Linked DNA regions of Mus musculus: all the other regions are linked to region 7. A link is a contact called in public promoter capture Hi-C data. All regions are on one chromosome and are shown on one strand. Each heading gives the region's core, a stretch centred on a gene start, on an enhancer-like site or on the middle of the called end of the contact. The rest is flanking DNA. Distances are from core to core; before and after follow the strand shown.

Evidence for each region. Promoter capture Hi-C pulls out the DNA fragments that hold promoters and counts their contacts. Capture Hi-C pulls out chosen DNA fragments and counts their contacts.
Region 1: a promoter capture Hi-C map of liver shows a contact between it and region 7, with 6 times the contacts expected there. The contact joins the promoter of Tpk1 here to the promoter of Gstk1 in region 7. A contact is called at or near these places in 2 of 39 promoter capture datasets (liver and pre-B cells), 1 of 484 Hi-C or Micro-C datasets (CD8 T cells), 1 of 115 datasets of contacts at active chromatin or transcription factors (astrocytes) and 1 of 9 other capture datasets (liver).
Region 2: a promoter capture Hi-C map of hippocampal neurons shows a contact between it and region 7, with 5 times the contacts expected there. The contact joins the promoter of Nobox here to the promoter of Gstk1 in region 7. A contact is called at or near these places in 3 of 39 promoter capture datasets (the 3T3-L1 cell line and hippocampal neurons) and 1 of 484 Hi-C or Micro-C datasets (cerebral cortex).
Region 3: a promoter capture Hi-C map of liver shows a contact between it and region 7, with 5 times the contacts expected there. The contact joins the promoter of Dennd11 here to the promoter of Gstk1 in region 7. A contact is called at or near these places in 4 of 39 promoter capture datasets (cranial neural crest, hippocampal neurons, liver and 1 more) and 2 of 9 other capture datasets (adipose tissue and liver).
Region 4: a contact with region 7 is called in a promoter capture Hi-C map of pre-B cells, with 5 times the contacts expected there. The contact joins the promoter of Ssbp1 here to the promoter of Gstk1 in region 7. A contact is called at or near these places in 7 of 39 promoter capture datasets (erythroid cells, hematopoietic stem and progenitor cells, hippocampal neurons and 3 more) and 1 of 115 datasets of contacts at active chromatin or transcription factors (large pre-B cells).
Region 5: a contact with region 7 is called in a promoter capture Hi-C map of pre-B cells, with 4 times the contacts expected there. The contact joins the promoter of Prss58 here to the promoter of Gstk1 in region 7. A contact is called at or near these places in 4 of 39 promoter capture datasets (the C10 cell line, liver and pre-B cells).
Region 6: a contact with region 7 is called in a promoter capture Hi-C map of embryonic stem cells, with 6 read pairs. The contact joins the promoter of Arhgef5 here to the promoter of Gstk1 in region 7. A contact is called at or near these places in 4 of 39 promoter capture datasets (the 3T3-L1 cell line, embryonic stem cells and liver) and 1 of 115 datasets of contacts at active chromatin or transcription factors (pancreatic cancer cells).

Annotation. Positions count from the first base shown.
Region 1 is chr6:43,664,933-43,668,084 of GRCm38.p6, reverse strand. Tpk1 (thiamine pyrophosphokinase) reads left to right here and starts at 1,807. Exons shown (of 9, transcript NM_013861.4): 1 at 1,807-1,949; 2 at 2,268-2,325. The coding sequence starts at 2,283.
Region 2 is chr6:43,308,138-43,311,178 of GRCm38.p6, reverse strand. It overlaps Nobox (NOBOX oogenesis homeobox), which reads left to right and starts at 1,625. Exons shown (of 9, transcript NM_130869.3): 1 at 1,625-1,689. The coding sequence starts at 1,653.
Region 3 is chr6:40,434,295-40,437,396 of GRCm38.p6, reverse strand. Dennd11 (DENN domain containing 11) reads left to right here and starts at 1,262. Exons shown (of 9, transcript NM_001356375.1): 1 at 1,262-1,539. The coding sequence starts at 1,272. It also overlaps a transcript of Wee2 not described here.
Region 4 is chr6:40,470,091-40,473,094 of GRCm38.p6, reverse strand. Ssbp1 (single-stranded DNA binding protein 1) reads right to left here and starts at 1,680. Exons shown (of 6, transcript NM_028358.2): 1 at 1,636-1,680; 2 at 962-1,024. The coding sequence starts at 985.
Region 5 is chr6:40,898,907-40,901,710 of GRCm38.p6, reverse strand. It overlaps Prss58 (protease, serine 58), which reads left to right and starts at 1,324. Exons shown (of 6, transcript NM_175020.3): 1 at 1,324-1,439; 2 at 1,573-1,657. The coding sequence starts at 1,618. It also overlaps Tcrb.
Region 6 is chr6:43,263,996-43,266,929 of GRCm38.p6, reverse strand. It overlaps Arhgef5 (Rho guanine nucleotide exchange factor (GEF) 5), which reads right to left and starts at 1,286. Exons shown (of 15, transcript NM_133674.1): 1 at 1,187-1,286.
Region 7 is chr6:42,244,349-42,247,346 of GRCm38.p6, reverse strand. It overlaps Gstk1 (glutathione S-transferase kappa 1), which reads right to left and starts at 1,412. Exons shown (of 8, transcript NM_029555.2): 1 at 1,254-1,412; 2 at 716-797; 3 at 408-536. The coding sequence starts at 1,325.

The DNA of each region.
Region 1 (3,152 bases), core at 558-3,057, 1.4 Mb before region 7:
ATGGATCAAGACTTAAATGTGAGATGTGAAATTCCAGAAGACAATATAAGAAAAAACACTTAGACATTGGTTAGAACAAAGATTTGTATTGTTTTTTTGTTTTTTTTTTCAGTATGTGTAAGGAACGTGAATGAAAAAAGGGAACAAAAGGGAAGGACATGACTGCTCCTAGGTGTGGTGAAGGAGAATGTTTATTGTAGATAAAAGGGAGAGCACAGCCAGAGTTGGGGACAACTGGAAGAAGTCTGAGCTGACACTTGTGAGGAGAGGGGAAAAGGGAGAGGCAGGAGAGGAGATGGTAAACAAAAGGACCAGGTATGCAAAATGGCTGGATTATATGGGAAGGGCTGGAGACATTTAGAGTAGGAGGTGGGGTATGCCATCCGTACCCTGAAACAGCTAGGAACTGAGCAATGCAGAGGGAACCTGACAACCAGGTCCATGTTGGCTCTTTGTCATGGGTTTGAGATCTAACAACTTTTCCAAACAACCATGGCAACAAATAATCTAAATTAGAAGTGGGCCAATGACTTGAATAGCCATGTCTCAAGAAAGGATGCATACATGGCCAAAAAAGCATAAACAATACTGCCCGCCATCGCAAATCCCCAGGGAGTTAAAATAAAACCACAACAGGATATCAACATGAGAGAGATGAGAGATGGAAGAGAGGGACAGTGATAAGGATTCTTACAAAGGGAAAGTAAGGAAGCTGGGCAAGGATGCAGAGAAAGAGAAACTCGATCATGGTTAATGGAAGTTTAAGTTAGCGTAGACCTATGGAAAACACAATGGAAACTCCTTAACTAAACAGGTGATAGAACTACCATATGGTTCACTCATCCCACTGCTGGGCATACATCCAAAGAGAATGGAAAACACAGTCAAATGCTCTGTACTCTTATGTTTATTGAAGTAGCATTCCTTTGCAAAGATATTGTAATAGAGAAATGGCATTCTTCAGTAATAAAAATAATGAAATAATGGAATTTACAGAGATGTGGATGGGACGGGAGGACATTATGCCTGCCAAGTGAAGTAAGTTGTCAAAGAAAGGCAAATAGTGTATGTTCTGCTAGCTAGAAGCTAAAATGTTGGCATCAAAACTGGAAAGAATTGAATAATGATTGCCCAAGTTTGGGAAGTGTATTTGGAATCTTTAAATAGAAAGAAATGGATGTTTGAGTTAAAAAGATTAAAAAGGACTTACCTATTACCCGACTGGGGAAGGGGAAGTTCATCAGTTAGAATGTTTGACTAGCTGGATACCCAGCACCAGCCACATTAACTTGACATAGTAGTCATGATTGAAAGAGCAGTACTTAGAAGGAAGAAACAGGAGGACCAGATGAATGAAGTCATCTTTCGCTACACAGTGATTTTTGAGGCTAGCTCGGTATACCTGGAACTGGTTTTTAAACGCAGGGATGGGTCTCTGTTATTTCTGGGCCAGCAGGAGACCTACAGGTTCTCAGAATTTTTGAGTCCTCATCTATGCTGGCTTAGAGATGGTGGTGGTGAAATTTTGGTTCTTTGGCTTTGCTAAAAAAAAAAAAAAAAGCTGCATTCCTACAACGTGGTGATTTATTTTAAAGGGTTCCCATTGGTATGTTTACAAAGCACTGTTTGTGCAAAGCACGGGAAGCAGAAGATGAAAGAGAAGGTGGACTCAGTGGACTGGGTGTAACAGATGGGCGAAGGTGGATGGAATTCTCCACTGTGCAGGGAACTGAGCACAGCAGGCTGGTACTAAGCACCCCGCGGTTGCTAGAAGCTACGCAGGCGGCAGCCAGGGGCCCCTCCGGAAGAGGCGGGGCTCTGTGCTCGCGCACGAAGCCCTCTCCCGCGAACGCGCGGCGCGCCCCAGGCTCCGCAGCCGAGCGCCGAGCTTTCGATCCGTCACTCCCGCAGCCCTCGCTCGCGTCGCTCGTGGCTCCACCCGCCATTGTGTAAGTGCGCGGCTGCCGGCGCGGGCTGGCGGGGCGGGGGCGCGGGAAAGAGGGAGCGAGGGAGGCCGCCCCTCGCCGCCAGTCCCCGGATGGAAGCTGGGGCGTCTGGGTGAATAGAGGCAGTGGCCGGAGCTGGAGCCTGGAGCTCGCTTGAGATTCCAGGTTCTCCAGCCTCTGCCTGGGACTTTCCCCCGCCCACCGCTGCACCTTCCTGGCCTCCCGTAGTGCCGGGTCCAAAGTGCCTGCTGCGGGATGCTTACTCCTGTCGCAGAATTACGTTTGGGAAATAACTTGGGACTTATTTTGTTTTCCATACAGAATCCATTCCCCGCTATGGAGCATGCCTTTACCCCGTTGGAACCCCTGCTACCTACGGGTACCGTATTCTTTACCATGCTACAGTGTCAGCACGAGCCCCGCAGAGGGACCTCATTCCTACCCTGAAGGCCTTAACCGAAAACTCCATTTCCTTTTTCCTGTGCGCAAGTTAGCAACCACACCTGTGCCTCTGTTTCCCTGTTTGGAAAGTGAACATAAATATTTAGTCTTTGCCCTGTAGAACTTTTGTGAGGACTGAGCGAGTTGATACAGTTTGTATCCTCTACCTGATATTCCAAGAGTAAACAACCAACATGCCAAACACACATATCCAACCGTGGAACATTTGACACTGGGAACGTGAGGGATGTCCATAGCTGTCTGTCAGGGACGTTTCTAATCATCTTGAAAGTACCTGAACTTAGTACAAGATCAGTACATGGTTACATACAGTGTCTTGAAGTTTTAACCCTAAGGCTTTTAATTTTTATTATAAAACTTGGTGCTGGGGATTGAGTCCAGAGCCTTGAAAATGCTAGGTAAGATACACTTATCAGTAAACTGATTACCCAGCCCATAGGATTTTTATTTCTCAAACTTTGAAGTTATTGTACTTCACATGATGACATGTGGAATGAGTTTTATTAGTAGCATTTATTCTTATGTAATTTGACTACAGTGATAAATTGTAAGGCTAGTTAGTTGTATTTAATTTTCAAGTTACACTTTTTATCTATGGATGTTTGTGTAGGTACATGTGCGCATATGCATATGGGGGTCAGATGTCATTCTGGGGTGTCATTCCTCAGGTGCTGTCATCCACTTTGTTTCTGAGTTTCTCACTGACCTGGAAATAATTGATTAGGCTAGGCTGGCCAGCTGGCC
Region 2 (3,041 bases), core at 376-2,875, 1.1 Mb before region 7:
CCAAAACCATTCGATCAACGTGCTCTGAACACCTGGGTGTGGAACACAGAGAGTCAGCCTCAAGAAGGCCCTTACATCAAGGTTGAGGCCTTGCGTGCTGTGTGGATTTTTAGGTAGGCTGTGACATGGTAAGCCACACAGCTTCAGCAAAGGGGTCAGCACTTCTAAGAAGTGGTTCCTGCTGCTCCAGGTCCCCTTGCCTGCCCCCTACTCAATGGACAGTGACCATATAGTACTGACATGGCCCATTCCACTGAGCTACTGTCAGAATCTGTGACTTCCAATAAGCTGCTGTGGGGAAGGCAGGCATTTCCCCCCCCCCTCCGCCCTAGTTTCTGGTACACAGTAGTTGTCCTTTAAATGATTACACTAGAAAACCATAATGTTCCAGCCACAACCAAATGATGCTGGGTTTCCCATAGAGAACAGCTTCACTGGGCCCACACCCTGCTGGCCTTACAGAACGCTGCAGATATTCTAGCCCAGAAACTGGATTTTGAGCCTAAAATTCTCTTTAAAGAGTTGGGGGGTGGGGGGTGGGGGTGGCTCATGCCATCGTCCTAAGACTATGGGGTCAAGGGATACCTTTCAGGAGTTGGTTCTCTCCAACATTTCACTGGGGGCTGAACTCAGGTTTGTAAAACAAGCGCATTTTTTTTTTTTTAATTTTTACCACCGAGCCATCTCACTGGCCTTTAGTTAATTTAGAGCTTTATGTTGCAGAAATAACTAAGACTCCTACTCCTGTCAGAAGTCTCTCAAAAATGATCTTTAGACACAGGAAAATGTCCCGGTAGCTGATTGTTTAATATGGCAGGAAAAAAATGCCTGGTGTCCAGAACCTTGGAAGTAACTAAAATCAAAACACGTGAGCCCGGGTTAGAAGCGGCTCTTCCTCCCCCAGCTTGCCGCAGCTGTTTCAATCTGGCCAACACTCACATTCCTCACCCCCCTCCCACTCCACTCCGGTTGAAGAAGAAGTAAGAACTGTATAATTTTGCTATCTTTTTTCCTAACAGAAATAAACATTCCATGAACCAGGAGTCTCTCTTATCCTGGTTCAATATCCAGAAAGCTGATATTCAATGGGCAAGCCTAATAAGAAAACCTGGACTCGCTTGAACCTCGTCTATACTTGCAAACTTGTGCGGGATCCGAGAGGTTTAGTCTCCTCCAGGCCTGGGGTACTTTCAACTCCATTCCTGTCTTTGCCCCTGGATCTGTATGTTAAGGCTACTCAAGTCAGTTAGGACTTTGAGGCACAAGAATCCTTGAAGCAAGCAGTAGCTAGGACAGGCTCATATTCAAGGGTCAAGAGGGGAGCCACAACCATGTCCGTTCACTGCGTGCTAGGATGTGGGTTAGCCTGGGATCCCCCCTTCCATTGCTGTTCTGCTCCTGCCCCGACTTTGGGGAGGTGTCTTTGACCAGTATCTGGTACCCTTGGCTCACAGGGAACTGCAGGATGGCTCTCCCAGCCCCCACCCCAGGTGTGCGGTGCCTCGCCCTGGGGGTGGAGTTGGGGGGCGCCAGCTCCGCTGCGGCTGCGCTGCATGACCTGTGCAGACTCCACACACCTGGCCACCCCACGGACTTCATTAAAGCCGCGCGCCTGTGGTACCAGGGCGAGCTCAGGAGAGGGAGCCTGGGCCATGGAACCTACGGAGAAGCTCTGCAAGAAAATGCAGGGTGAGCACCCATTGGGGATTGGCCTTAGTGAGGACGGTTTGCTGAGCCTGTGAGGGCTGCTGCTCACTGGGCCAGCCTCGAGAGCATGTTTAGGTCTGTGGGTAATGGGAAAGGGGGGTCACCTAACCACATCCTTCTGGTGAGGGATCATCTCCGGTGTGCTGGGGATAAAGAACCGCTCTAACCTAGCTTCTCCCACTCTTCGCCCCTTTCACTACGGTACATTAGTGGAATAAGGTCCATGTTTGTGGAGTGCCTACTCCGTACCATGCTTATTACTGTGCTACATGTTAATCACCGTTATGAAACTTTTTGTTTGTTTGTTTGTTTGTTTGTTTGTTTGTTTTTTGAGACAGGGTTTCTCTGTATAGCCCTGGCTGTCCTGGAACTCACTTTGTAGACCGCCTGCCTCTGCCTCCCAAGTGCTGGGATTAAAGGTGTTTGTCCCAGCGACCCTTGACACCATTACTGCCTTCACCCTCTGGTTGCACCCCGCCTCCACCTCTCTGACAGGGTTCTACGGTGTATATAGAATCATCTGGAAAAGGCGCCTGGGCCAGGACTTGCCCCCAGCTTTATCTATTATTAGAAAGTTTTTTTAGAGGTATAGTCAAAGGCTTCAGTTACCGTTTACTTACACAGTTTCTGGTTTCGTTGGAAATGACAGCAACTCCCTGAGGTGAATTTTCTTTTGTGATAAGTACTTGAAGTAACTAGGAGAAGCGTTTGGATTCCAGGAGGTGGCTGAGAGTAGACTGAGCCCCTGGACCGAATCCCTGTGTGATCTTGGGTTGATTATTTAAAGCCTACCCGCATTTCTTCACCTAGGGGGAAGTACATGGGGGTGAGGGGGAGGTCAAATGGGTTCTGTGCTCCACTGCAAGCCCATCTCTAAGAGTTGCCTAAGCGGCGGGGAGGGCGAGCTTCGCAGCTGGTTGGAGGGTTTTTTCCTTCCAGATGAGGGCTTCCTCACCTGCAGAAGAGTGGGACTGGGCGGAAGGAAGGAGAGGAGGGAGGAACCAGAACACGTGGATTGAGGGCTAGGAGGGGGAAAGGATTGGGGAAGGTAAAGCCTCCATCATTCATTCATGTGATTCCCCCTCTGATGGCCTCTGCCGCTCGTGCCTGGGCTCTGGAAGATCCAGGGCCCTGCTTTATCTCCTCTGCAACCCACAGTGCCTTGCTTCCCTTCTGAAACCAGGGCTAGTCTGAGGAAAGCCAGGATGGCAGTCTGCCTGCTTCTCTCTTCCTATTCACCCCTCCCCAATGGTTGTCTATTAGAAATATCAAACAGATGCTTGTCGCCTGAGCCTGCACCTCTGATGTCTGGGGAAATTTGAGAAAATGTATAC
Region 3 (3,102 bases), core at 13-2,512, 1.8 Mb after region 7:
AAGTAGTGGGCTTTGTTGTCTGGCCTTCAGAGTTTGTGCAAAACTCAAGCAGATGTGCCCTTGAATTTAAACTGGATTGTGCCCTAGCCCTGGCTTGGACTGTACATTCCCCAGACTCCCATTTCAGTAATTACTCCATTAATTGAGTGAGGTAGTCACTTAACATGTCTTTAGGGGATGGGGGTTAGGGTGAACTAACTAATGATGATGACAGCAATCACTACTTTTTGGTAAAACGTTTTACTGTTAAGGCGTGAGTCACATATTTGGAACTAGCAGCAGCTGTGGGTAGGCAGTCATTGATGATCCTCTTGGGAACAGGATCAAAGCAGGGAGACCTGGGCTTCACAAAGTCCCTGGAGTTAACAGGTAACACAAAAATTTTACCAAGTCCTTGTCAGAAACATGAGGTGAATTCTATCTAAAAATAATTGTCTCTTGCTATCTTATTTTTTTCATAATTTTAATGGATATTTCTTATGCATACCTCTAAGTTAGTCACCAGATTTACCCCCTTCCAAGAACTGAGAAATTCAAATTTTTATTTGTAAATATTCAGAGGGAATTCATTGGCAATCCTTACTTACCAAAGCCACAGACAGGCTTAAGGGCTGCTTTCCTACTCACTTTTTCCTGCTTATTTTAATGTAGAATGCCCCCCACCCCCACCCCAGCCCTCCAGCTTAATATCTCCAAACTGCATATATGCAAGGAAATAAATTAATGATCACTATCTCGACCAGCCTGTTATATAAATAAAGTTAAATGCCCAATGGCAACCTTACAGTCCTTTTGATCTTGATTTGTGTGTGTATTTGAAACACTTGGGATGTCCTCTGCTTCACTTCCTGACTTGGAGGCAGTTTTCACCAAGCTCTCGGGATTATATAATATATGTGCTCCGCTCCATAATGGTGACGTTCAAAAATTCACAGTGGAATCCTAGTTGGGAAGGCTCTTCAACCCACGCGCAGGTGACAGACTAAGGGATGCGCGTCCTGCACCCTACACTATGGATCAAGAGCACCCACATACAGAGATGCAGAGCTGAAGCCCGGACCAGGCCACGGGGCGCTGAACCCGTGCGGGCCACCTTCCAGAGCTCCGGGACCAAGCAAGTGCGCTGGTGTCCGAGCAGGGGCAGGTGTGGCCAAGCCCAGCGGGCACCCAGAGAGCCTCCGCACCGCAGAAAGCGGCAGGGCGGGCAGGCCCGGAGGGGAGTGCCCGCAGCCTGCCCCGCCCCTCGCGCCCCGGCTCCGCCTCGCCTCGCCATGGTGGAGCAGGGAGACGCGGCGCCGCTGCTGCGCTGGGCCGAGGGCCCCGCGGTCTCTGTGCCGCAGGACCCCGCGCTGCAAGCTGGAGGATGGGTCCGGGGCGGCAGTGGGGAGGGCCGAGTGGCCGCGGAGGCGCCCCGAAGGCGGGAACCCGACGAGCCAGCTCCCCCCGAAGTGCTGCTGCAGCCGGGGCGCCTAGAGCTAGGCGACGTAGAGGAGGACCAGGTGGTGGCCGTGTTCGTGGTCACCTTCGATCCTCGCTCCGGTGAGAGCCACTTAGGGATGGAAGGATTGGGGGGGGGCGGTGGGGGAGACTGCACACTGGGTTTCGGGGGCGCGGGGGAGGGACTCGCTGCGCACGCACTCGCACCCACACACCTGCATCCCTCCCTGCCCGGGGGTCCCGGGGCACGGGGGCGCTGTGTCTCCAGACTGGAGCCGAGGGATCCCGGGGGCTTTGTTCCGCCCCCTGCTCCGTCCCGCCGCCGCTCTCAGCTCCGCTCCGCCGCCTAGTCGCCGCTCTCCTATTTGCTCCGCTTCAGTGCGGGAGGATTGGTTTGCGGCAGCGGGCACATTGGCTTTTGTTTTCTCTGTTTTCCTGCTGGGCTGAAAGGTTCTTATAGACGCCGAGAGGAAGACACCCCCCCCCCTCCCGCGTACGTCGCCTCCCACGAGGGTTCAGAACGACCCTGCTCTGCGCCTGCCCTTGCTCCGGATTGCTCCCTGCGCCGTAACTTTCCCAGCCGCCTAGTTCACTTTCTCCGAAGGCTTCATTTTTAGGAATTAACGTGAGAGCGTTAGGGGATGGGGCTGGAGAAGCTTTCGCTGGCAGGCTGCCTTTCTGGGAAGACTCACTGGCTGTGTCACACCGTCTCTACCCTAGCCACCCACTCCGGGGTGGGGAGTGCGTTGCAACAGTAGGCGGTTCCGCGAGGGGATAAAAGTGAACGAATGGCTGTGGGCTCCAGCTTAAGGCATTGGAATCCCCCAGCTGCTTATTTGAGGAAGAGGAATGCTCGGATGCTTCTTCCTCGATTTCTCCTTTGAGCTGCTAGCGTGAGGAGCTGGTGTTTGTGAGGGAAGGATGGTTTTCTTCCTTCTGGAAGTTCCCAGCCAGTCTTCCAACCCTGAGAGGATGGATGGGCTAGGAAGAAGAAATAGGATTATGTGCCAGGTACTTCAGAGATGATGGATGCTGGTGGCTTCTAGGGTGGGTGGCTTAACCATGGTCAACGATTCTGAGCCAGCAAACAGGCTCCTTACAAAGGCGAATGCCCTATTCCTAGCGGCAGGACTTGTGGGAAGAACTCAGCCCCCACCCCCATCCCGTCTACTTGTTGCCTTATCCCACAGTCTTTCAAACTTTTCTGACTTTAACCTGCCATATCGAATTAAATTTGCATCACAACCAGAACATTCAAACTAAGGGAAGCCCGAGTTTCCTGATAGGAAACTCAGTATTGGCCCCCTCCGTGCTTATTAATGGTCATCACACATACTGCCCTGACTCATACAGTCAGGATTTGTGCTCAGGTAAATCGAGGCAAGCTTGAGAGTCACCCGAGGTTCAGAACTGGGAACGAGACATTAATGGCTTTCTGACTGCATAATGGTAGCTGTCTGGTGATAGAGTCTAGGGAAAGGAGGGGGGAAGGAAATCTCACACTAGTCACAGGTAGAGCTGATAAAATGGATTATCGATCCATTACTCTCATTGATTACGGAGATTGAGGCCCTTGTAGGGGCTCCCATATCTTTCCATTCACAGCTGGTGACTGGCTTTCTGGTTTATACTGTCTGTGTGTGAGGGGGGAGGAGGGGGGACAGA
Region 4 (3,004 bases), core at 431-2,930, 1.8 Mb after region 7:
ACACATAATCTAGTAGAAAAGAAGAAATAGGGAGAGGATTATTTCAATACCCTCAAAATGCAAACTTACTTCCCATTTGGTTTAAAAAGATACTATAGTATAACTTCAATTTTAAAAGGCTCAGAGTATGTGTGGATTACAGTAAGGAGCTAAGGATAGACCAACTTAAGAGTAGGATGGGGAAGACAACAGACTTTTATAACGAATTTGACTCATTAGTCTTAAGAGGAGAAGAAAAGTAATAGATTTTACATTAGGAGAATTTACAAGACTTGGTACCCACGTGCCACACTGAGGAAAAATGGTAATTAAGGCCTGCTTAAGGCTGGCTAGAGTAGAGGACACCCGACTAGATTGCAGAATGGTCATGAATTTGTGGCAAGAAGTGAGCTCTGCTCTCTGGATAGCAAGATGGGAGTGGGGAGGAGAGGGGCCAGAAGGTCATAAAAGACCAGAGCCATATGGGACAAGGTTAGAAGAAATCAGGTGCGATGGGGCAGGCCTGAAATACCATCGGTGACAAAGTAGAAGCAGGAGGAGGAAGGTTCTTGGTCATCTCAGCCTAACAGTGAGTCTCAAGATAGTCTTAACTATGAGTGGCTGTCTCAAAAACAGCAAAACAAAAATGATAATAATAACTTACATAATTAAATGAATACTCTGATCTAAGCACTGGTAACAAATATTTACTAAATTAAATTCATGAGGTGTACTACATATGCGAATACACTTTAAAAATCATTTTTGATTCAGTAAACATTATGAGCTTCACACACACATAAACACACACACACACAAAATCCCTTCTGAATCTCCCACATCAAATAAACACATAGAACACGCTGGATAGGCGTAAGAATCTCGTGCTTATGTATGCAAAATCGAAAAGCAACAAAACAAAACATGGCTATAGACTATGGAAACACGGTTGGAGCACTCACTAATGTAGAAAAGTGACTACCTGTAACACAGGTCTTCGAAACATGGCTTCTGTTTTTCTTACAACCTAATCTTTAGGCTTTTCCTAAAGGAAAGAAAGAAAAGAGAAAAATGATAAATCAAGAAACTACAGTATCCATCAAGAACACACATGCTCTCTAGTCCTAAATCCTAAGCGCGTCCAGCTTCTCGTGCACCCAATTTGCAACCGCATTTTTTGCACGTGTGGGGAGTTCCTTTCTTTTTGAAAACAAAAACTGAGCGAGACAAAAGAAACTCTGTGGTTCTGGGTCTCAACCAGCAGAAAAGAGGGGAAAAACCTGTTCTCACTTGCAATCCATTGTCTGCTAGATTTCTTTACAATAGAAGTTGTCTCGGACATTTTTTTTTCCAACTTGTTCTGTTATTCTAGACCCCTAAAACTGTCTCTACAAACAGTGCGGGCACAGTAAACGCTACTCCGAAAGGACGCAAATCAGTGCCTTCGTCCCCGTTAGCGCTGAGTAAGCCCGGCTCCCCAGCCTCGCCGCGGGGGCAAGAGGCTGCTCTTCCCCCAAAGTGGCGCTCGCGAGCAGCACAGGGAACGGCGGGGGACACTCGGACTCCAGCGAGGAGCCGCACAACTCCTCCCGAGCCCCGCACGCGCCCGTGCACTCGGGAAACACAACTTCGTGCCAGCCTTCTCCCCTCCCTCACCGGACACGCAGAGCCCGACCGCCAGCGGCTCGCTTCCGGCGCACGGAGCCCGCAAAGCTCGCGAGATGCAAGGAAAGACAGGAAATCTCTGAAGTGCGTCGTTGAAATGCCGCCGGCTGATGTCGCCGGAAACACGACCCCTCAATTTAGAAGTGCCAGGAACTTCTGTCCAGGCGGAAGTGGGCGGATCAACGATGCCACCTGTGGGTAGTTTTACGATTTTGGTTTTGTTTTTTTGTTGTTTGGTTTGGTTTAGTTTGGTTGTTGGGGTTTTTTGTTTTGTTTTGTTTTTCCTGATCTCCACCCTCGCTCCGGTAGTGGCCCCGCACTGGCTAACCAAACTCTGGCCAGAACTCTATTCCCAGCCCTAAATTGAAATTATTTGATGTTCCCAGCCTGGGAAAGGGAGTGAGGTAGGTGAAATAAAACATATTTGAGCCCCTGGAGGAACTAAAACCGACACAAGTCTCCTAATGCAGTAAGACTGAAGAATTAATTGCTGTCAAAACCTCGGTGATCTAGATATGTTAACATGTTAAGTCAAAAAATTCAAGAAACACGTGAGGAGCAAAATTTTTAACATCTTTATTAAGTACCGGTCCCAAACTGTGCCTAAGGCACAAGAGAAATGCGCCCTTATATTATGTATTTGTATATATGTTTTCCCTAAAACATTAAAAGTTTATGAAATTCCAAAACATTTTGAAGAAGTGTTAAAAGTCAAAACGTTGCTTTATTTTAAAGCAAAGTGTAATTAAGATTTTACTTTTATAGAAAGAAACTGATCAGTATTTTTTAGATTTTTTTTTTTCATTTTGTGTTTCAATTCTACATCTTTGGCAGTTATTCTAGATGGAAAAGCTTAAAAGAAAGAAAGAGAGAGAGAGAGAGAGAGAGAGAGAGAGAGAGAGAGAGAGAGAAAGAGAAAAGAAAAAAGACACTGTCTCGCTGTGTATCCCTGGCTGGCCTGAAACTTGGATCTCATGTAGACCAGACCAGGCTTGTCTCTAACTCCCAGAGATTCCCCTTGCTGCATCTACCTCCCTAGTGCTGTGATTAAAGGCATGTGCCATCACATCCAGCACTCAGTGACAGTCTTAAACAATCTCAAGTAACTTAAGCTTGTTGATCTTGTATTTGGTAATATCATGTTCATAGTAAAATTTCTTAGTTTTAACATTTCCAAAATACTGCATTGAGACATCTTTTCTTTTGATTGCTGACTTTCTTTTGCTCCTCTAAATCCTATGTTGTTTACCCTAATCCTGGCCCTAGTGAAGTAACGCACTTATGAATCCTACAAATTAAGGAACCCAAGGCAACAAGATTCAGTGGGGCTCCAGTGTTAGACAGAAGGGAACTCCAAACC
Region 5 (2,804 bases), core at 75-2,574, 1.3 Mb after region 7:
GGAAGCTTAAAAACTAACATCTTCATATAAGAAAAAAAAACATGCAGTATTTGTCTTTTTAGGTGGGGGTTACCTCACTTGGAAGGATTTTTTTTCTACCTCCATCTATTTTTCTTCATATTTCATGGTTCTTTTTCTTAACAGTGGAATAATGTTCCATTGTGTAAATGTGCCACATTTCATTATCCATTCATCACTTGAAGGATGTATGTACTACTTCCAATTTTTGGCTATTATAAAGAGAGCAGCAATGAACATGGGTGAGCAAGTATTTCTCTAGTAGGTCATAAAGTCTTTTAGGTATATGCGCAAGAGCGATATAAGTAGATATTGAGGCAGACCCATTACCAGATGCCTGAGAAGCACCCCCTCAATGATTTCCACAGTGGCTGTACTAGTTTGCACTCCCATCAGAAATGAGTAAGTGTCCCCCTTCTCCCCTTCTCTCACATCTTCACTAGCATGTGCTAGCATTTGTTTAATTACCTTGACCATTGACTTAAATAAGATAAAATCTCAAAGTAATTTTAATTACTCATGACTATGGATGTTGCACATTTTAAATTTGTTTCTCAGCAATTTCTGTTCCATATTTTAGGAACTCTCTAAGTATTAGATTCTTGTAAGAAAAATAATACTCTATTCGCTCCCTTTTGCTGTGCATATACATATATGGGAAAAGCCAAGTGAACCTCCAGAAGAGGGTACCTGTCTATCAGCCACTATCACCAAATTTGTCAGTAATTGGAGAACTGAGTTACAAACTCCAGATCTATAAGAAGACTAATGTGTGTTGCTCATGGCACTAGACTATGCTATTTATTTTGTCAATCCAAGAAGACAAAACACTCAGTAAGGGGACCACCTGCTCAGATCTTAGACCCACATTCAAATCAGGTTCCTTGATGCTTGTTGAGTTTTAATATTTCCTTATATTTTGGGGTGCATATATTTTAACAGATATGATTTACTTAATCTATATACCAGTGTGTTTGTGTCTGGGTACTTTTGGTAGCACCTATTTGTTTCACTATCACTTCTTCCAGCTTGGGAACTCCTTGAAGATAGAAATGGAAACTTTAAATATATGGGTACCCAACAAAAACACATATTCCAGCTCTGGTAAGGTTTGCATGGTTTTAAATGATGCCTGGTTTGGGTCATAAAGAAGATAACTAAAGTACTTCAAAGAGACACTGAGTGCCAAGCAAGTGGTTACTGTCAGTGCCAGAGTACAGATAAATGCCAGAGTCACACAAATGGGATGGGCATCATCATAGAGGTGGGAGGGGTCTGCATCATGTGTGCAGCCCAGAGAGCAGCCTTCCTGCACAAGTCAAAGAGCAGGAGGCTGTGGAGACTTTGTGAACATCTCTCTTGGATTAAGTAACTTCTTCAAAAGAAGACAAAATTGAGATCTAGACAGCGTGAGTGATCAGGTTTGTTACAAGTAATTTCCTCACTCTGACACCACTTTATACTCTGATGGGGAGAGCTTTTCATAAAGTAAATCCCACCGCTGAAGTAATTCATCAGTATTTTATCTCATTCTCTCGTCTTTATGCTTTACAGAGACACTGAGCTAAAACCCATCTCAAAACAGCTTTCAACATCATAATGAAGTTAGCCTTCCTCTGCATTCTTTCAACCCTGCTTCGTGAGTATCTTCACTTCTTTCACTATTTGCCAGAGGAGTCCTAGGGAAGGCATGGAAGATAGAAAAATGATAGAGGCATCATTTGAAACTTAGTACCTGACTGTTTCTCTCTCAGCACTGCCACAGCACATATCAATTTTAGTTACTTCCCATAAGAATACCTGCCTTCTGCGCTTCAAATTGATTGCTTATGTACTTTGAAGGAGGCGTGGACATTAACACATCTACAAGATATCCATTCCATATTAGGAGCTTATTTTGAACCTATCTGGAACATGATAGATATTGTGGCCTAGGAACAGGAAAGAGAAGGCCCAGGTTAAAAGAGGAATTCAACTAAAGAGTGCAGCATCAGACTTAAAGGTATAAACTTTTGACATGGCTCAGCTCCCCACACTCTATGATCACTGTGTTAGGAAAATGTTAGTTGTTCTGTCTTCTAAATATATCCTACGTCCAATCACATCTCACTACATTTACTGTTCATGATACTCCAAACCAGCATCTCTTCACTGGAATATTCATTTACTTGCCAATAGTTCCCTCCATTTCTACATGTTCTTCTTCCAGGGTTTCTAAGAAGATGATGCCATGACTTTAAATCTTGAAGAGGTCCCACTTCCACTTAGAATACAAGTTTGCATAACTCCAACATCACACAAAATGCACTATCCCTTGTACATTATTCTCTACCACCACCATCCTTACTTACCTCATGCCATGTCAGCCACACTGGCCTCTATGATATTCCTTAGACAGGACCTAGACTTCATATTCTGTCTGTAGCTGTTTCCTCTTTCTGGAATCTCTGGCTCCACACATCTGATAATCTAAATCCTCTGTCTCCATGACTTTGCTCTTTGCTGTTACCCAACCCTGGCCACTGATGCATGATGTTTTACTTTTTGATCTAACATCCACCCACAACCCCCAGACCCCAACACACACAACTGGTATTTTACATCTTTAACTGGCCTAACTCTATCCCCACAGCTTTAATCACTATTCAACATGCTATTTTATTTACTTGGGTTTATTATTTTTAAATATGTTTACAGATTCAGATGTTTAAGAGCATGGCTATCTGTTTCACTCAGAAGCTAACTCAAACTCCTAAACAGAGCCTGGCATATACTAGTATGACATT
Region 6 (2,934 bases), core at 37-2,536, 1.0 Mb before region 7:
TTTTACCACAAACTTAGAATTTAGAAGCTGTCTGTCCTCTACTCAGCCTCCCCCTTGTCCCCTCCAAGTCCTTTTAAGGTCCATGGGTTCTGTCTTAGACCCGAGGACTGGTTAACAAATGATGACTGTTTTGATAGAGCCAGAAGCTTGCATACCCCAGGTGTAGATAAAGCAGGAAGTGTGGGAAGAGGCCACACTGGGGGCTGTTTCTCTGGGACTTGGTGCTTTTGAAGTAAAGCTGAGAGCACAGTGGGAGAGCAAGGGAGGAAGGAAGCTGAAAGGAAAACCACCCTCTCAACTCTCCAGTTTGGTGTGCCCTTCCCCCTCAGTCTGACACAGCGCTGGCCAGAGTTCACTGCTAGGCCGACAGGAGGACAAGATTGTCCAGAGAACCCAAGATCCAGGAAAGGGGGAGGGGAAGAAGACTTGAAAACTGAGGCTCTAGGGCTAGCTCTCCCGGATCAGTTCTGGAAAAAGGCATTTATAGAAGATGCCCCAAACTAGGGCTCTGAAAATGGGCTACCGCACCGCGATATTCCGAATAGCTCTCTTACACGTTCCTTAGAACCTTGTGCCGAGGCCAACAAGAAACTCCCTATACACAGGTAAATGGGGGAGAGGGAACTCAGGGCAAGGATCCCTGATTCAGATTTCAGAGCCTTAGTTAACAGCGGAGAGAGAGGTGTGTACATAGATTCACACATACGTAGGCATGTAAATGCCGCGAAGATAACGAAGCAAGGCCCAGGCCTGGTTACAAAAGAAAAAAAAAAGACACTTCCAGGTAAGGAACCGTCTAGAAACTGAATCTCAAGAATTCTTTATCATAGGAGTTAGCTTTCCCCAGGGCCCCGACTTTCCGGGTGGAAAAAAGTTCTGATTATTGGCCCGGGAACATTGCGGGGCAGGGTGCCCATTTCCAAGGCTCAGACCTGGTTGGAAAGCAAAGTTTGCCAGGAGGCCATTCCTTCCAGCTCCCTTCCCGGTCCCGACCAGGTACTCAGCCCCTCACTCGGAGCCCGGCCCACTGGCCCAGCCCCCCATTTCCGGAGTCTGCGCCCCGGGACCTGGCCGGGACTGGTCCCGGGGGAGGCCTAGTTCTCTCTTCTTTCCCGCCCCTGCCTTACCTCCACCCGGCTCCACGACCACCCAGAGTCCGGGGCTCAGAAGAGAAGAGAGCACCCACCTGGTCGGAGTCACATGCTGCCCCGGGCTGGCCCGAGAGTCCCCTCCAGGTCCGGGCGCCCGCCGCGGTCCCCAGCCAGGCCAGGCCGCCCCGGCGCCCCACCCGCGGCCCGCCCCTGCCGCCGGACGGGAGGGAGGGACCGGCTTCTCCCAAGGAAGTTTCAGGTGAGGAAACAGGGACACACCTTCCCGGGGGAGGGGCAGCTCCGGGCAGAGCTGGGAAGAGCGAGCTCCGCGGGATTGAGCTCTACCCACAGCACCGGCAGGCCGTGGCCGTCCAGGGGCAGAACCCAGGCAGGAGTCACCAAGGAGCCGCAGGAGAGAACTGGGCACGGGACTCGCCGGTGTCCGGCGTGGCCCTAGACTCCCCTGCGTGTCTCTTCCTCCGTGGGTCCTCGTCAGGTCTCCAACTGAGGCTCATCCGGACCCGGCTGACTTTCTGCCCCTCGATGTTTCCGAACATCTGAGATTTGGGATTGTCAGCGTGTTTCTTTACTTGGTGTTTGCCATAAGATAAAGGGTTCTTGCACAAGTTCTTCTGTTCCTGTCTGTATGCTTCTCTATCTCTTGTCTCTCCCTCTCTACCCCCCTCTCTCCTTCCCATGTTCCTCTCTCTCTTCACTGGGTGCATGTGAAACATTCTTATGTCTTTTCTGTAGATAGCCTCTGTTTGCCACCATGTTCCAGAGTTCATTTTAAGATCTTATGTCTCAGTTTGTATGACCCTCCTCTGTTCTTTCCAGTATTCGGAGAGAGAATACACACACACACACACACACACACACACACACACACACACACACCTTTACCTAATGACAGGAACTTTGGATGTTCTGTCCACAGGCTCCCTCCCCAAACCCATTCCTGGCTCTGGGGGGTACCATAATGACTTTTTCCCCAGGAGAATTAACAGGCTCTTTGGCTGTTTTTCTTTTAGGAATGCTGTGGCCCACAACTGCAATCAGCTTTTGTGGGTAGACTGTCCCCTGATCCCTGTGTCCACCGCTGCTGCACTGGCCCTGGCAGAAGAGGCTAAGCAGTTGTTTGGAAGGCCCTGCAGAATCAAACATGACCAAGGGAGAAAGGCCTCCTCTCTGATAGTCCCGAAGCAATGCAGTGTTCAAAAAATGCCCTAGTTCCGTCATGCTCTTTTGGAGGATTAAACTTTAAAGAGTTTAGCTAGCTTAGACACACTCATAATTGCAGTGAAGTATACAGGAAATAATAAGAAATGCCAAGTCTAGGATTCGGCCATATAAGGGCAGGCCAGCATGCTTCATAAACCCAGCAAGGGCATAGAACAAGGAGTGAAGAGAATCTGAAAATTAAAGCTGGTCAAAAAGTTCCTTCTAGACTGGGAGAGAAACCCTAAGGACTCAGAAAGTCCTGATCTCTAGTGGGTGAACACATTTTGTTAACCTCTGCTGCAGAAGTTGCTGGTGTCTGTCAGCACTCCTGCTTGGGCACAGCTAGTGTGGACAGGGAGCTGGGCATTCTCATTGCTGCCCTTGGCTCTCCTCAGTGAAAGCTCACTTTCCCTTTTCTCTTCATCTGGCTCTCACAGCCTGACCTCCTGGTGTGTGCTGATTCTGAGCTGGCAACATTGTTGCTCTTTAAGTCTCTATCCTCTTTGCTCTGATCTCCAGCTCTTTTCACTAGTTAAACAGGGAAATAAATGTTCGCCAGGTAGTAAGATGTAGAAAAGTTGAAGTGATTTCTTAGGCAGTTTGCTTCTTCTTGACCCTGCCC
Region 7 (2,998 bases), core at 163-2,662:
CACGCCTCCAAGCTCATCCTTCCTTCAGACACGCCCCCAAGCTCATCCTTCTTTCAGACACTCCCCCAAGCTCCGTCACCTGCAGTCTTTAATTCCAGTTTCTCATAATGGATTTACTCTATGCAGTTCTTGCTTCTCCCATCCCTCTCTTTTGGCTAGCTGATGCTGGGTTCCCCACACAAGCATGTTTTATTTCTTGATATCCTATGAAAGCCTCAGCTGGACTGCTCTCCACTACATTCCCCAGTGTTTCTGACCCTCTTCACTTATTTATTTCTGTTTCCTCTGAAACTGGAGTTATAGGTGGTTGTGACCCACCATTGTGGGTGCTGGGAATTAAATTAGGTCCTCTGGAAGAGCAGCCGGTGCTCTTAACTGCCGAGTCTTCTCTTCATCCTCCTCCTCACCTTTCTTCACAGTCTCACCAAAGAAATCCTTGGGTATGTTGAGGGGAACCTGGAAGAACTGCTTCAGGAGAGGAATCTCTTTGAAGATGTACTGGCCTTTTCGGGGAACCATAGCAGGTGGTTGGTTTCCTGGCAGTGGAGAGTTAAGACAACTGGTGAGAGAGGACATGAGGGTCTACTGGAACCTCTCCAGTAGAAAGCAAACTACTAGTTTAGGCTGAGGTCTGCATACTCAGTGCAGGACAGGCCCCTCAGGCCACAGAAAGCAACCCTCCTTGCCCAGAGAGGTGGAGCTTCTTCATGCTTACCGCTGTCTTTCATGATCCCAGCGATTAAAGTGGGCCGCAACTGCAGCTTTATATTCCAGAGGTGTTGGTATCTGCATAGGACCTACAAGTGCAGAGATAAGAAGGGGAGCTTGTGTGGCATTTGAGGGCTGTCTTCTGCCTCTAAGTGCTGGACAGAGATGGGGACTTCACACTGAACTGGTTGGTTTAATAGGACAAAACTCTCAGTTCTTTGAAATAGATACCAGAATGCTTACTCCAGTGTACGGTTTTCATCCCGTAGAGCATCCTAGCGCCCCTGATCCCCCTCCCCGAACTTGACCTAGCTTCATTGGAGTTGCCTCTGTTCTTTCTAGGGTCTGTGGAAAGAGAATATTTGACCTTAGGATCAGGACCCTACTTGGCGGAGTCTCGGTCCGTTTAAAGGCACAAAGTGAACTTGAACCTGAACCCTGTGCTAACCCTGAGGGCATCCACTGGAATTTCTGCAGCCCGGTGATCAGTGCCCCACTGTGCACTCGCCTCGCAGACCACAACCCGGGCGGCTCCCCCGTGTCACCTCAAAGCCCAGCCAGGAGTACGGGGACAGCACGTCGTAGAAGAGTTCCAGGATGCGCGGCGCCGGCCCCATTCTACAGTGGTGAGAGAAAGTGAACTTGAAGCCTTGGGCTGCCGAAGAGCTTTAGGTAGCTGAAGAGCAAGCAGCCAATCGTAGTCCGCGAATTGCAGGCGGGTCTGCTAAGGGCCCTAGTGCGCAGTCTCCGGGAGAGGCCCCGCCCTATAGGGCTGGCCCAGGGGTGTACACGGGTAGACCAAGAGCGGATGAGGAAGGCGGAGTCTGAGATAAAGGGGAAGGTCAGATCCAGAGAAGGATCTCAAGTGTGTGCAGCCAGCTCTAGAACTTTGTCCCTCAAGCAAGAAGGCAATACACAAGGATCCAAATTTGCGTTGGATGACGTTTAAAGACCGGCAATATGGAAGTTCCGAATTGCATCTTTTATTGTATTCACTTTCTCAGAGATAAGAACAATGTTTAGAATGAATTTGACAGTTGACATAGTGGTCTTTTAAAAAATCTTCATTCTATACATTACAGCACACCCAGGGGATGCCTGAAACTGTAGATGAAACTCTACATATTATGTTTTTTTTCTACACACAGTAAATTATAACTTATAAATTAGGCACATTAGTGATGAATGCTAGAAGAACCATAACATGCCACACTAAAATTTGTGCCTTATTATAATAAAAATGTTACTTGAACATAAGTATTTCATCAGTACAGCACTTGATCTGATAACGGAGGTGGTCACAGAAATGGAGGTAGGTAATATATACAGTGTGGACACACTAAACAAAAGGATGACTTACATCCCAAGAGGGAAGGCACAGGACTTCATCTGCTACTAGTATTATTCATTTATTTAGGGTTTTTGGGGGAGTGGGGTGGGGTCTTGATATGTTGCTTTGTATATCCTGGAACCATATACTATTGTTATCATTTATTATTAAAAGTTTTGGTATTATAGATGATATGGGGGGAAAAACAAAAATATATTCCCTTTTCGTCTGTGGAGGGGGTTTAGTGGGTCAATGGTGCAACTGTGTTGACCTGATTTTTGATCTTCAGAGTACACATGATGCTGTGTTTAGTAGCATTAATCTGTAATCCCAGTGTTCCTACTATGAGATAGGAGGTAGAGACAAGAGAGTCCTTGGAAGCTCCCTGGCCACTTATCTTAGCATACATAATACTGCTGTATATTCAGAACCTTGATTAAACAAGGTGGACAACAAGGAAAGACCTCCTCATGTGGGGTGCCCACATTGTAATATTCAAACATACGCACATCACATACTGACAGGTTAAAAATGTACTTACTTTTATTTTCTTACACCATTATATTGCTGAGAGTAATAGCTAGTGTTAAAAGAAAGCTTTAGACAACTTAGAGTACCTTTAGCAAAGAACACTTCAGACATTAGGTAGCATCAGGAGAGGTTCAAAGAGTGCCACTCTGCAATGTGGGCGTTTAATATTTACAGACAGAAAAAGTGATTAAGGCTCAGAAATAACTGGTCATGGTGAGGAGTTGGTGGTACTAAGACGTGATCTTCTGATGGTTGACTACCTGTGGTTCGTTAAACTTAGATGCTTATAATTGGATGAAACCCAGCAGCTTGTTGGGAAACTCAGGTTCATAAGTTCTCTATTTCTTTAATAAATTACACTGTAGTTCTTTGAATGGAAACTTGAGGTACAGAGACAACCTTCAGTTACTGGAGTCACTGGCTGTGCAC